Linked DNA regions of Macaca mulatta: region 2 is linked to region 1. A link is a contact called in public Hi-C data. All regions are on one chromosome and are shown on one strand. Each heading gives the region's core, a stretch centred on a gene start, on an enhancer-like site or on the middle of the called end of the contact. The rest is flanking DNA. Distances are from core to core; before and after follow the strand shown. Region 1 holds the start of RNF6 (ring finger protein 6). Region 2 holds the start of CDK8 (cyclin dependent kinase 8).

Evidence for each region. A called contact is a pair of places that touch in the nucleus more often than the background predicts.
Region 2: a contact with region 1 is called in a Hi-C map of liver, with 2.3 times the contacts expected there. The contact joins the promoter of CDK8 here to the promoter of RNF6 in region 1. A contact is called at or near these places in 3 of 14 Hi-C or Micro-C datasets (CD4 T cells, fetal cortex germinal zone and liver).

The regions. Positions count from the first base shown.
Region 1 is chr17:6,336,510-6,341,714 of T2T-MMU8v2.0, forward strand. It overlaps RNF6 (ring finger protein 6), which reads right to left and starts at 2,749. Exons shown (of 7, transcript XR_013407948.1): 1 at 2,434-2,749; 2 at 1,679-1,761; 3 at 1-109. It also overlaps a transcript of CDK8 not described here.
Region 2 is chr17:6,369,156-6,374,892 of T2T-MMU8v2.0, forward strand. CDK8 (cyclin dependent kinase 8) reads left to right here and starts at 4,099. Exons shown (of 13, transcript NM_001261340.1): 1 at 4,099-4,254. The coding sequence starts at 4,127.

The DNA.
Region 1 (5,205 bases), core at 1,499-3,998:
GCTGCCATCTTCTCTCATTTTCATGATGATTATGGTCTTGAGATAAGCTTTCTTCACTGCCACCATCTGATCTAGATGTAGACTGATTCATCCTGAGATTCCTGGCTTTCTGTTCAAACAATATAAACAAAATTCAAGGTGTTAAGTCATGGACCACATTTAGCTTTGTATTTATAACTTACAGTTTTTAATTTTTAAATGTTGTCCCCTACCCAAATACTGTATTTGCCAAGTCTTGCAGTGAGAACCTTACATATAAAATGAAAAACAACTTCTAGGAAATACAACACAATTGGAGCTACTTCTTTGCCTAAAGCCATTAAGTCAGACTGGATTTGGGTTTACCACACAATGCTCATGCCTGAATACCATAGTGATTATCTCATTTTTGACCCGGCTAATGATCTGGAAAAGTTGATCCAGAAGTCCTCATTTATGTTTCAGTATCTGGGTACTTCACATTAATTACAAATTTTAGGCTTGAATTATGCACATTCTTCACTTAATGAGCAAAGGGGTATTGGGATGATATAATTTACATTTATTTTCAGCAAGGTATTCTTTCCAAAATAAGGCTCATGAATGTAATATTATCCCCCACTGCACTTTGTTGAGGTAAAAATCATTTAGCCTAATTAATATCTACTGAACAGACTGGGAGGTGATCTCTCGTTAAAGCCTACCAGGAAGACTTTGAAACCCAACAGGAAACAAGACATCATGTATGGCTCAAGGATTGTGAAAGTGCATCAGAGCACTTTGTATCTCCCCATAACAAGCCTCATCCTTAAGCCTGGAATGGTTAGTCCCAGGAGTTTCAGAGTGCCAGTGAAACTTCCTAACTTTGCCTAAGAAAACACTGTTTTTGAATTATATTTAAATGTCACTCCTGAGAAGCTCGCTTTTAAACGATAAGGAAATCAAGGGAGAAAGATGTTTGTTTCATAAATATTTTAAAATTTCTTAAACATATCTATTTAGTAAGTCACACTAAAGCAATGGTTCTCAAACTCACTTAAGGACATTTTTAAAAATCCAGATGCCCAAATCTCATCCCCAATCCTTGATTAGAGTTTTCCAGGGTAGGACCAGGTCTGCTGTTAAGAGCTAATTTGGGTGTTCTACAGATGAAATAAACTATTCCTCAACAACCTCTGGCATGTCACTAAAGGGTATGAGTGATACAGCACCTGATTCAGTAGAGGCTGGAGGCTCAAATGGCTAGGCTACCAGTGAAGCAACTGTGCAACTCCGCCTCTCGAAATACACCAGGTGTTTAATAAGCAAGCTGCTTTAAATATAAGGTGAAATTAGCCTAGAAGTCTAAAACACTGTAGGAGTAGGCAACTATTCAATTTCACCTGTAACACTAAATTACAAATTCAAGGATTTTTTTCACTGTGGTTATTTTGTCATTTTGAACAAATGACCTAGTAACATTATCCACTCAAATACGAATTAACACTACTAAAAACTCAAGATTTCTATCTTCAGATTAGGACCGTAATTAGCAAAGAGCATATTTCGTAGGTACAGCAATAATAGGATTTTTGTAATAAATAACTTTACAGAAACCTATCATAAAATCAAGCTACCCTAATATTATTTAAAACGTAACAGCTTCTCCTTAAAGGTAATTTTCTTATACAATTAATCACCATGAAAACAAAGCGAATACCTTATTTTCCTTTCGACATGCTTTTACCATATGCCATGGTATCCATCCTTCAATTGTTTGTACCTTTTTTGAGAGTTGCCCATCTGAAGCAATAAAAGAGAGGTGAATAATTCAATAAACTGTCTCTTTGAAGGCCAGGAACGGGTGGGAGTCTCCCCACTCTGCTGCAAAGCCAAAGCAAATTCTCCAGTGGATTTTGTTAGACACATCTAGAAAATTAGATCCCCATACAATTAGGTCATGAACACCTCCCGCAAGGCCCCTACCTCCCGCAACAAACTTAGGCCTTTCGTCCTACACTGTCACTGCTCCTGGGTTTACGCCTCCTCTCTCAAAGGCCTTCCTTCCTATCCCGTTCCCATTCGGATGTTACCAGGGTTAGGCGTCTCTGGCTTACTTCTAAACCTTGACTTTCTTGCCACCCCCGCCCTCCGTCCCGCTACTGGTTTCTTTCCTGGCCGTTGCGACGGAAGCTCGCGCCGGGGGACGATCCCCAGTATGATAAACAGAGTGGGCTCAAGGGGCCCAACCAACCTCTTCCCAACCGAGCCTCAAGTAACGCTTCCCTTAGCGACCTAGATTCCCACAGGGAAGCAGGTGATAGACGGTGCATCCCAACCAATCTCCAGCCAGCGGAGCGCATTAAGAGGGCAGTTAACCAATCGGAGAAGAGATGGGTGGCTCGAAGGATGGCCTGCTTTCCCCGGCGTCTCCAGGAAGTAGTGGTGGGACCCAGATCTTTCCCTCGAACCCACCTGTCCTCCAAGTCCCGGGCCTTCCGCCTCCTTCCCGGAAAAAGTGTGCCGCGGACGGCGGTTCTCTCGGGTGCTGGAGGCTGTGGCTAGGAGGCGGGATAGGCTTGCCGCCGCGCCTCCGGAGCCCGCTGTTCCCTCGAATTGGCCACTGAGGAGAGAAGCCGGAAGCCCGTGCTGCAGCGTGGGGTCGTCCAGCTGGGGAGGATGCTCCGCGGGCGGAACGGCAGGCCCCAGCCCTTCTTTCCAGACAGCCAGGCCGCCCACTCGGCGAAGGGGAGTCGCTCCGCAGCTCGCACCGGAGCTCGCCCGTGCGACTGAAAATTGCGTCCGTCGGGAGCTAGGGTGCCTGCGTCCCGCGTTCCGCCCTCTCCGCGCCGCCCTTACAGTGCCTCCTCCTCGAGGCCAAAAACCGGCCGCTCAGCGCTGGTGGCAGCCGCGTAGTCGCAGAGACACAGCTTGCTTTCCAGGCTTGGGAAGTCCCAGCACTTAACTCTACGCGTCCGTGTTGCTTGTTTGCCAGCCAGACTACAAAGTGCACCCAAAGGTGTATTCGTCCCTTTACTTCCGGGTGTAACGTACTACCCAGCCAGGCCCTTTCCCTTGCTGTTCGTTGGAACCTGGAAATTACAAACCCTAATACATTCTGAAGTCTGTCTGCCTATCTCTATTTGAGAAAAGGTCTCGCCCTGTCGCCCAGGCTGGAGTGCAGTGGAGCGATCGTAGCTCACTGCAGCCTCCAGCGTTCCGCCCTCCTCATCCCAGTAGCTGGAACTACAGGCGCTTGCCACTAATTTCACATTTTTTTCTTTTGTAGAGACAAGGGTCTCGCTATGTTGCCCAGGCTGATTTCGTACTCGGCCTCAAGCAATCCTCCCACCTCAGCAAAATGGGATTACAGGCATGAGGCACTGCACCCCACTACATTTTGTGTTTTTTCACCTTCTCGCTAGGAAAGCAGTTTGAAACTCCCAACATTCCTCTCTCTGATTTTATTTCTGAGATGTGAGGCTTACTAAACTTGCCTCACCATTAGTTAATATGCTGAGTAGGTCTCCGTCTAACCTGGTATAGGCCCCCTTCCTCACATCCCCGCTATCCAGATGACTTCATCACTGGAGAGTGCTCACAATGCCGTTACTTGTCATTCTCCCGTTTGTTATTTCATTTCTGCATTAATTTTTGAGGAACTACCATATTCCCATTATTATGCTGGGCAGTCCTTAGCATCAGTGAGCTACCAGTGTAGTAAGGATCTATGGACAAGTTTTTAAAATAAGCATAGGGATATGGATACTAAAATGGAAATATATAAAACAGCCTAGAAAGTCCTTCCAGGTCTCTCCGCTGCTTACATTGACAGATTGATGTCTTGGCACTCTGAAACTGCTGGAAGTTCCGCCACAAGATACGGGAACTCCTACGCAACCCCCAACTCCACTTTTACCTAATTCTCTCTGTCTCCCAAAACTCAGCTCAGTTCTCATCTTTAAGGAATTTTTCCTGATACCTCTGAGGTAACACCCTTATCTCACCCTCAAGCCCAATATCTACACATAAAACTAGGCAAATGTCCCTTTTGGGGGCTCCCATACTCCCTCTATATAAACCCATTTTAACATGTATTCATGTATTTAACAAATAGTGTGACTGTGTATTAGGTGCTGGTAATACAGACTGAATCAAACAGTCACGTCCTCACAGAATGAAGTCCTTGCCCTCTTTTTCCATGGAAAAAGAGTCATTGAGCAAATACTTGAAATGATTTTCTGATTTTAGGTTTTTCCTACCTAGAGTCTGAACTCCTTAAGTGTGAACAAATGGTCTTATTCATTGTTGTAATCCCAGAACTGAGCACAGCACCTGGCAGAACATTCTCCTCAGCCTACTGCATGTATGAGCAGAGAAAAGTGCAATCTTTTGGCAAACAGGATTAATGCACATAGTGCAACGACTTCAGATATTGTGAACACATATCATAGAAAATAAGTAGAAATCATTTTTAATACCTATGTGAATTTTGGAGAGTGCAATCAAATGCAATAATCCAAGTGCAAATACTTTTTACATGTTGAGTGGGAAGGACATTTGTGTCTCTTCCTATTTTTCCTATTTCCTATTATATACCCTAAGAATTAAAAAAATATATAAAAATGTGTAAATAAAAATACAATCAAGTGATTTACCAGGTAGGAAGCTGCAGGTTTTTGTGAGTAGAGAGTCAGGTAATGTATGTAACTTGAATCCAACACCTTGCTTCAGTTTTTGTGGTCCAAGAAAAAATGACTACCAAGAGGGCCTTAGGTACAATAGCTGGAATAGACAGCTGAATCATTCTAGATATCTACTCTGGGTCTCAGGACCTGCCAAAGTCTCTGGTCTAATTAATTTCTGTTTATTGGATTGGTACCTGGCCTTTTTAAGTGTGTATGCCTCATGTAACTCCTGCACTTTTTACAATTAGGAATAAAAAGGTGTAAAATAATTAAAACCATAAGATTAAAAGGATTTTCTGTATATCTGGTAAATTATGTACTTGTCATGTTTAAGAGATTTTGGCTTCATAAAACGACAGCCTTAATTACAATTTAAAACAAAATGGAGCACTCGATTTCAAGTTTTTAAGTTTAAGTTGAAATCTTAACTAAGTTTATGGATGGCATCGGAACTGCAAAGAGAAATTTAGGCTCGCCATATTGTCTTATTATTGGTTTAAAAATTATTGTGTAAGATTTCAAGAAGGAATTAAATTTAACATTTGAAGTACTTGTGAAT
Region 2 (5,737 bases), core at 2,849-5,348, 34 kb after region 1:
ATGTCCATTTCAACATTTATTGAAATCAATCCAATTAAACACATTCTAATGAAATATAATTCTGCAAACAATGTGTGCTTGGCACTATAGGGGATATAGAGAGGATTAAGGCAGAAACTTAGTCATTAAATTTATTAAGGGGCAGATTTTTTTAATCACGTAAAATAAATGATTAAAATACAAAGTAGCTATAACGAGTTACAAATAAAGTGCAATAGTGCCAGGGCTGGGGTAGAGGTTCATGGTAAAGAAGGGTCATATCTAGTTGCAAGAACTGGGAAAGGCTTCATGACCAAATTAGGCACTTGGGGGATGGGGAGGACTGTAAAGGTCAGAGATGGTATGAGGAAGCTTCTTAGTCCTTAAGAACCGGACAGCATATTTGGCATGAGTATGAAGCACATTGTGTAGGTAATGAAGGCATAAATGAATGGAGTTGGCAGTAAACAACCAAATGACTATTTACTGGCATCACTAATCACAGGAATTGAGAGGTTCAGGGGATAGAATGGTATGTTCAGTTTCAGAAGTTTTGTTTGAGATGACAGTAGAATATCCCCTTAGGTAGTATAGGAGGTAGTTGAAATGTGGGACTGGCTTTTGGGAGGCAAGTTAACACTGGCGATGTTAAATATAAAATGTAAATCAAACCACATTTTATGCAGAGAAGCATAGGCATTATTTGTGCATTGTTTAGAACATGGACCAAAGAGGGTCCTAGGCTCTAGAATATCACTGGAGAAGTCATGACAGAGCAAAGAGATATGGGATATCAGTATAATCTGGGGTTGAAAATCAAACTGAAATTACAACTCCGTGTCCCTGATATGCTCAGTTCATTCAAACAACAATTCTGAACCTCCATCTCATGATTTCTAGGAAGTTGATTCCATGCAGGTTCTACTCCTTAAGTTTTTGCAATAGTAGTCATAAGTGCTACAAACCCTTCCTAGCTCATTGCTTTGGCTCTGTAGGCCATTTTCCATCCTGCATAATTGAGTCCCTGGCTGCTGCCTCTCTCTTTCCTGCAAGCACGCACATAAGCTTTACAGCTAAGACCAGGCTGATAGCTTGGGGGTGGCAGCAGGGAATTACCACACACAAAAGGAGATACTTAAAACTGAATATTGGATGCTACTGTTCTAGCATTAGCCATGCTCTCCTATAAAGGGCCGTTAGTGGCTATTTCTTCCTCAGCTCCCCATCCTGATACCATTTTACAGGGTCAGCTTACCTCCTACCACCATATTTCTCCAACTTATAGTCTAGGCCTCTGACTCTCACCCTGGCTTCAAAGAGAAAAGCAGACCTTACTCTCCCCTAGTCCAAGGTTAGCTTCTTTTCCTGCCCCAGGACAAGACCGACAGTCAGGATTGACATTCAGGATACTCAGTTGACAGTGAGGACACTCAATTCCTTCAGGGAGAGTTCACCTTCACCCAGAGTGAAGCCAGCCAAAACAGTGTACAAAAGTACATTTTTAAAAGTCTGAGGCTGGGTATGTGGCTCACACCTGTAATCCCAGCATTTTGGGAGGTTGAGACGGGAGGATCACTTGAACCCAGGAGTTAAAGACCAGCCTGGGCAACAGAGTGAGACTCCGCCTCTAAAAAAAAAAAAAAAAAAAAAAAAATTAGCTGGGTGCAGTGGCACACGCCTGTAGTCCCAGCTACTCAGGAGGCTGGGCAGGAGAATTGCTTGAGCCGAGGAGTTCAAGGTTGCAGTAAGCCATGATCGCATCACTGCACTCCAGCCTGGGTGACACAGCCAGACCCTGTCTCAAAACAAAAACACACACACACATAAAAAGGTCTGAGACCTTCAGTGTCCCAGGATAGCGTGTATAATTGGTACGGGAGGTGGGGGAAGGGGAACCCGATACAGTGTAGGGCCAAGCCGAGTCCTCGGCCTCTTCACAACTTTTCCTCTGGTGTGGTAGCTTGATTTCTCAAGATCTATGAGTAAATACGTGCACAAAAGACACATTCCTCAAAAAATACAAAATACACTAAGGAAGAATCTTTTAAATCCGTATTTAGAAAGATGTAATTCTTTAAGGATGCAAAGGAGCAGTTCTGCCAGAGTCACCCAATTTACATCACTGAATGGAAACAAGTAATATGCCATTAATGAAAGCTTACATGTGTTTTGTGCTTTGCACTTAGCAAAGAAAAAATTCTAGGCTCCAAGAACACACTAATAAATGATAATACAGGATTCAAACCCAGTATACGAAAATACTAAATACTTATATAGTATGCTAGGTAAAAACAATTTAATTTTACACAGTGCTGAAGTCGCTAATTTTCCCCAAGGAAAAATTATGTAAGAGAAAGCCCTTTGGAGGTTTTTTCACAAGATGGTATCTTCATCATCATCATATGCATATGGATTTTTTTTGAGATAAACATGTTTATTCATTCATTAATTTAACAAGTGTTTACTGTGCATCATTATCAAGGCATGACACTAGGTTTTATGGAAGATGCAAATATGACTTCCTATAACAACTTAGGATCTAGCAAGGGAGAGGAAATAAAAGATGAAACGGAATTTGATAAATAACACAGGAAAGGTGGAAAAAAAGTGTTAAAAAGTTCACATTAAAAGTGCAAAGTTCCCTTTGGGAAGTGGGGAGCTTTAGTGGAAATGGTAACAATTGGAAACCAAAAATTAAAAACAGACAAATAAGAGGGATAAGATAAAATGATAGATTAGTATCAATCTTGAAGCAGGACTCCTGAAGCAGGACATACTGCTACCGCAAAATTATTAACAAACTAGTTCCCATGGATTTAGATCCTTTCTGTAATCATAGCTAGAAACTGGTGTTCTTATGGGGAGCATCGCAGAAGGCTGTACTGTACTCAATACTTCCTATAAATGGACAGGAAAGGTTGGATGGTCATCTGTCACAAGAGTAACAATGTTTAGAAGTAGCTTGGACAGTAGTCATTGATTCACTTTTACTGGAGCTTGTAATGTCAGTATGTTGACATCATTGTGCAGCCCTTATCAGATTGTGAACACCAAGAGTACCCCAACTGCTGGCCCGCGAGCTGTTTACAAATATATCCGCTTTTATAGATGACAGTGGCCTTTAACATCTGGAGTTCAGAGTGGCACAAAATGTGTTTCTAAAGCTACTCTCCTTCCCACGTGCATCTCTTTGGTCAAGTTTATGGCTGGAATCAGACTCTAGTTAGATCGCTATAAAAATAAAAATAAAAATAAAAATAAATTTTCCCCAAGTGATTGAAACGAATTTCACCCTAGACTACGAGTCCCAACATGCAACGCTCCCATATTCCCACCATGTGGGGCGGAGTCGTAGAAGAGGCGGCAGCGGCGGCGGCCTATGCATTCTGGGTATTGTAGTCTCGGAACCGGCCACCGCTGGGGCTGGTCCCACGTGTTGCGTTTTGCGGCAGCTTTGGGCAGCGGCTCCCCTGCTCCCTCCACACGGTCCTCAGGGTGCCAGCGCCAGCAGGGGCGGCCAGCCACCGCGGGAGCGGGTTGGAGGGTGGTTCGGAGGCAGCCCGAGGCTTCGCGACGTTTTTGCGACAGCCGCGGCCGTGTTCCGCGAGTGCCCTCCCTCCTCCTCTCTTTGAGGAGGTACCGGCTGTTGTGCGGCGCTGCCTTTCTGTTTGAGTGTATGGGAGAGTGAGTGAGTGAGTGAGTGAGTGTGAGCGTGTGTGTGAGCGCGTGAGGCGTGAGTGCGCGTGTGAGAGGACGAGAGCCCGCCTGGCCGCCCCGCCGCTCCCGCCGCAGCAGGAGCAGAACGCGCGACCGGAGAGAGCGGCGGAGCCGGCGCCCAGGGAGCCCGCGGGGACAAGGGCAGAGACACCGCTCCCCACCCCCAGCCCTCGTCCCTCGGCTCTGCTTCGCCGGGGGATCCTCCCCGTTCCTCCACCCCCGGCCGGCCTCTGCCCCGCTGCCCCCCTGGATGTCCCCGGCGCTTTCGCGGGGCCTCCTCCTGCTCTTGCCGCATCAGTCGGGCTGGTGCTGCGGCCGGCGGGCGTAGAGCGGGCGGGTTCCCGGGGGCTGCGGCTGCCCGTGCTTCCCCGGTCCCCACCCCTGCCCCCCGGCCCCCCGACCCAGCTCTCCGGCCTCGGAGGCTGTGACAATGGACTATGACTTTAAAGTGAAGCTGAGCAGCGAGCGGGAGCGGGTCGAGGACCTGTTTGAATACGAGGGCTGCAAAGTTGGCCGAGGCACTTATGGTCACGTCTACAAAGCCAAGAGGAAAGATGGGTGAGTGTGTGCGTCTGGGCCGGTGTCCGCGCTGGGCGGCGCTCCCGCAGGCCGAGGCAGGTAGCCCGGAGGGAGAGCGGGCCGCCGGGGTGCCGGGCTCTGACTTCCTCGACGCCGGCCTCTGGCTCCGCCAGCAAGGTTTGGGGAGGAAGTGGTGTACAAGGGATCCAAAGCCACAAGAAATCCTGCGTGCCGCATCTGTGTTGTGCTTCGGTGCTAAGAGGGAAGAGGAGCCTCTGCACCGTGGGCTATATACTTTTCAAGGATTTCAAAGCTGATTTATGAAAAAATGCGTTCTAAAACGCCGGGTGAAATGTTTCTGTTTGTTTTTTTTTCCTTGGTCGATTTATTATGGTAACCTTCTGGGGATTTCCTCACCCGCCTCGGGAGTGTCATCCATCGGTCTAGAAGGAAGGCTGTGATCCTTTCCCCCCCCAGTTTGTGATCGATTTTTTATCAAATTTGTATTTTATTTGAGGGAAGGAAGGCAGCGAGTGAATGTGGTTCTGGAGAGAGTTCCCCATACGGATCATCTGCACCATACATGTTGCAGTTGCTATTTAGATATTATTAGCTGTGAATTTTTACATAGAACAATGGGGGTTTGGTGCAGGGTGGGTGGTGGGGAAGAAGACAAGTGACATAGGGACTATCTCGTTGAGGCTGTTTCCCCCAAATTTAGCGGCTGGCAGTGAACTTTAAATAATCCCTTTGCTTTAAATATTCTTCCCTAGTAACAACTTAATTAAACCTATGAGTGGTAATGCTTCCAATTTAGTTTCTTAACAGGCAAGTGAATTGTTCGTTTTTTTCTCTTTGTCAGTAGATGAATGTCTTGTAATATTGACAAAAGAGAAGGCAGTTCTTAGTGGGGGGGAATAATATATATTTTATTAACTCCATGTTTTCTTGTAAAATGGATGTTGTCTCTGTTGCCTTTGACAGAATAGAAAATTATTGAAAAGTCAAAGCTTATTATATAATCTTTGGATTTTATTAGAAACGAAGTAGCTTTACTGGAACATTCCAGTTTAGTTACCTGCTATATGATGTTTAATCACTTAAAATTTCAGATTAGGAGAGTATGTTCAGACTACATTAGCACGAAAAAAAATTCATAAAGCTGAAGTTCCCTAGTGTGGGGGAGGGGGGCGCATATTTATAAATACTTTAGTATTCTGGATGTTGGAAAGGAAAGTGTGTATTTATTCAACATTTTTCTTAGATTTACTGAAATATCTTTCTAAAAGTGTTTACAATGGACTCTACGAGGAAGATAAGAGTTCTCATTAATTTGGAATATGTATTTTAGTGCTTTTATGCCACAATAAAGTGGAACAGATCGGCAGAAGGTAGGGATTTGGATTTGAAAACTTGATACTCTGGGCGCCGCACGTATTTAAAAGTACTTTTTAGCACTGGAGAAATCAGCGTCTGGAGATACTGCTGACTCTGTTGATGTCTAATTAGACTTATTGTTGAA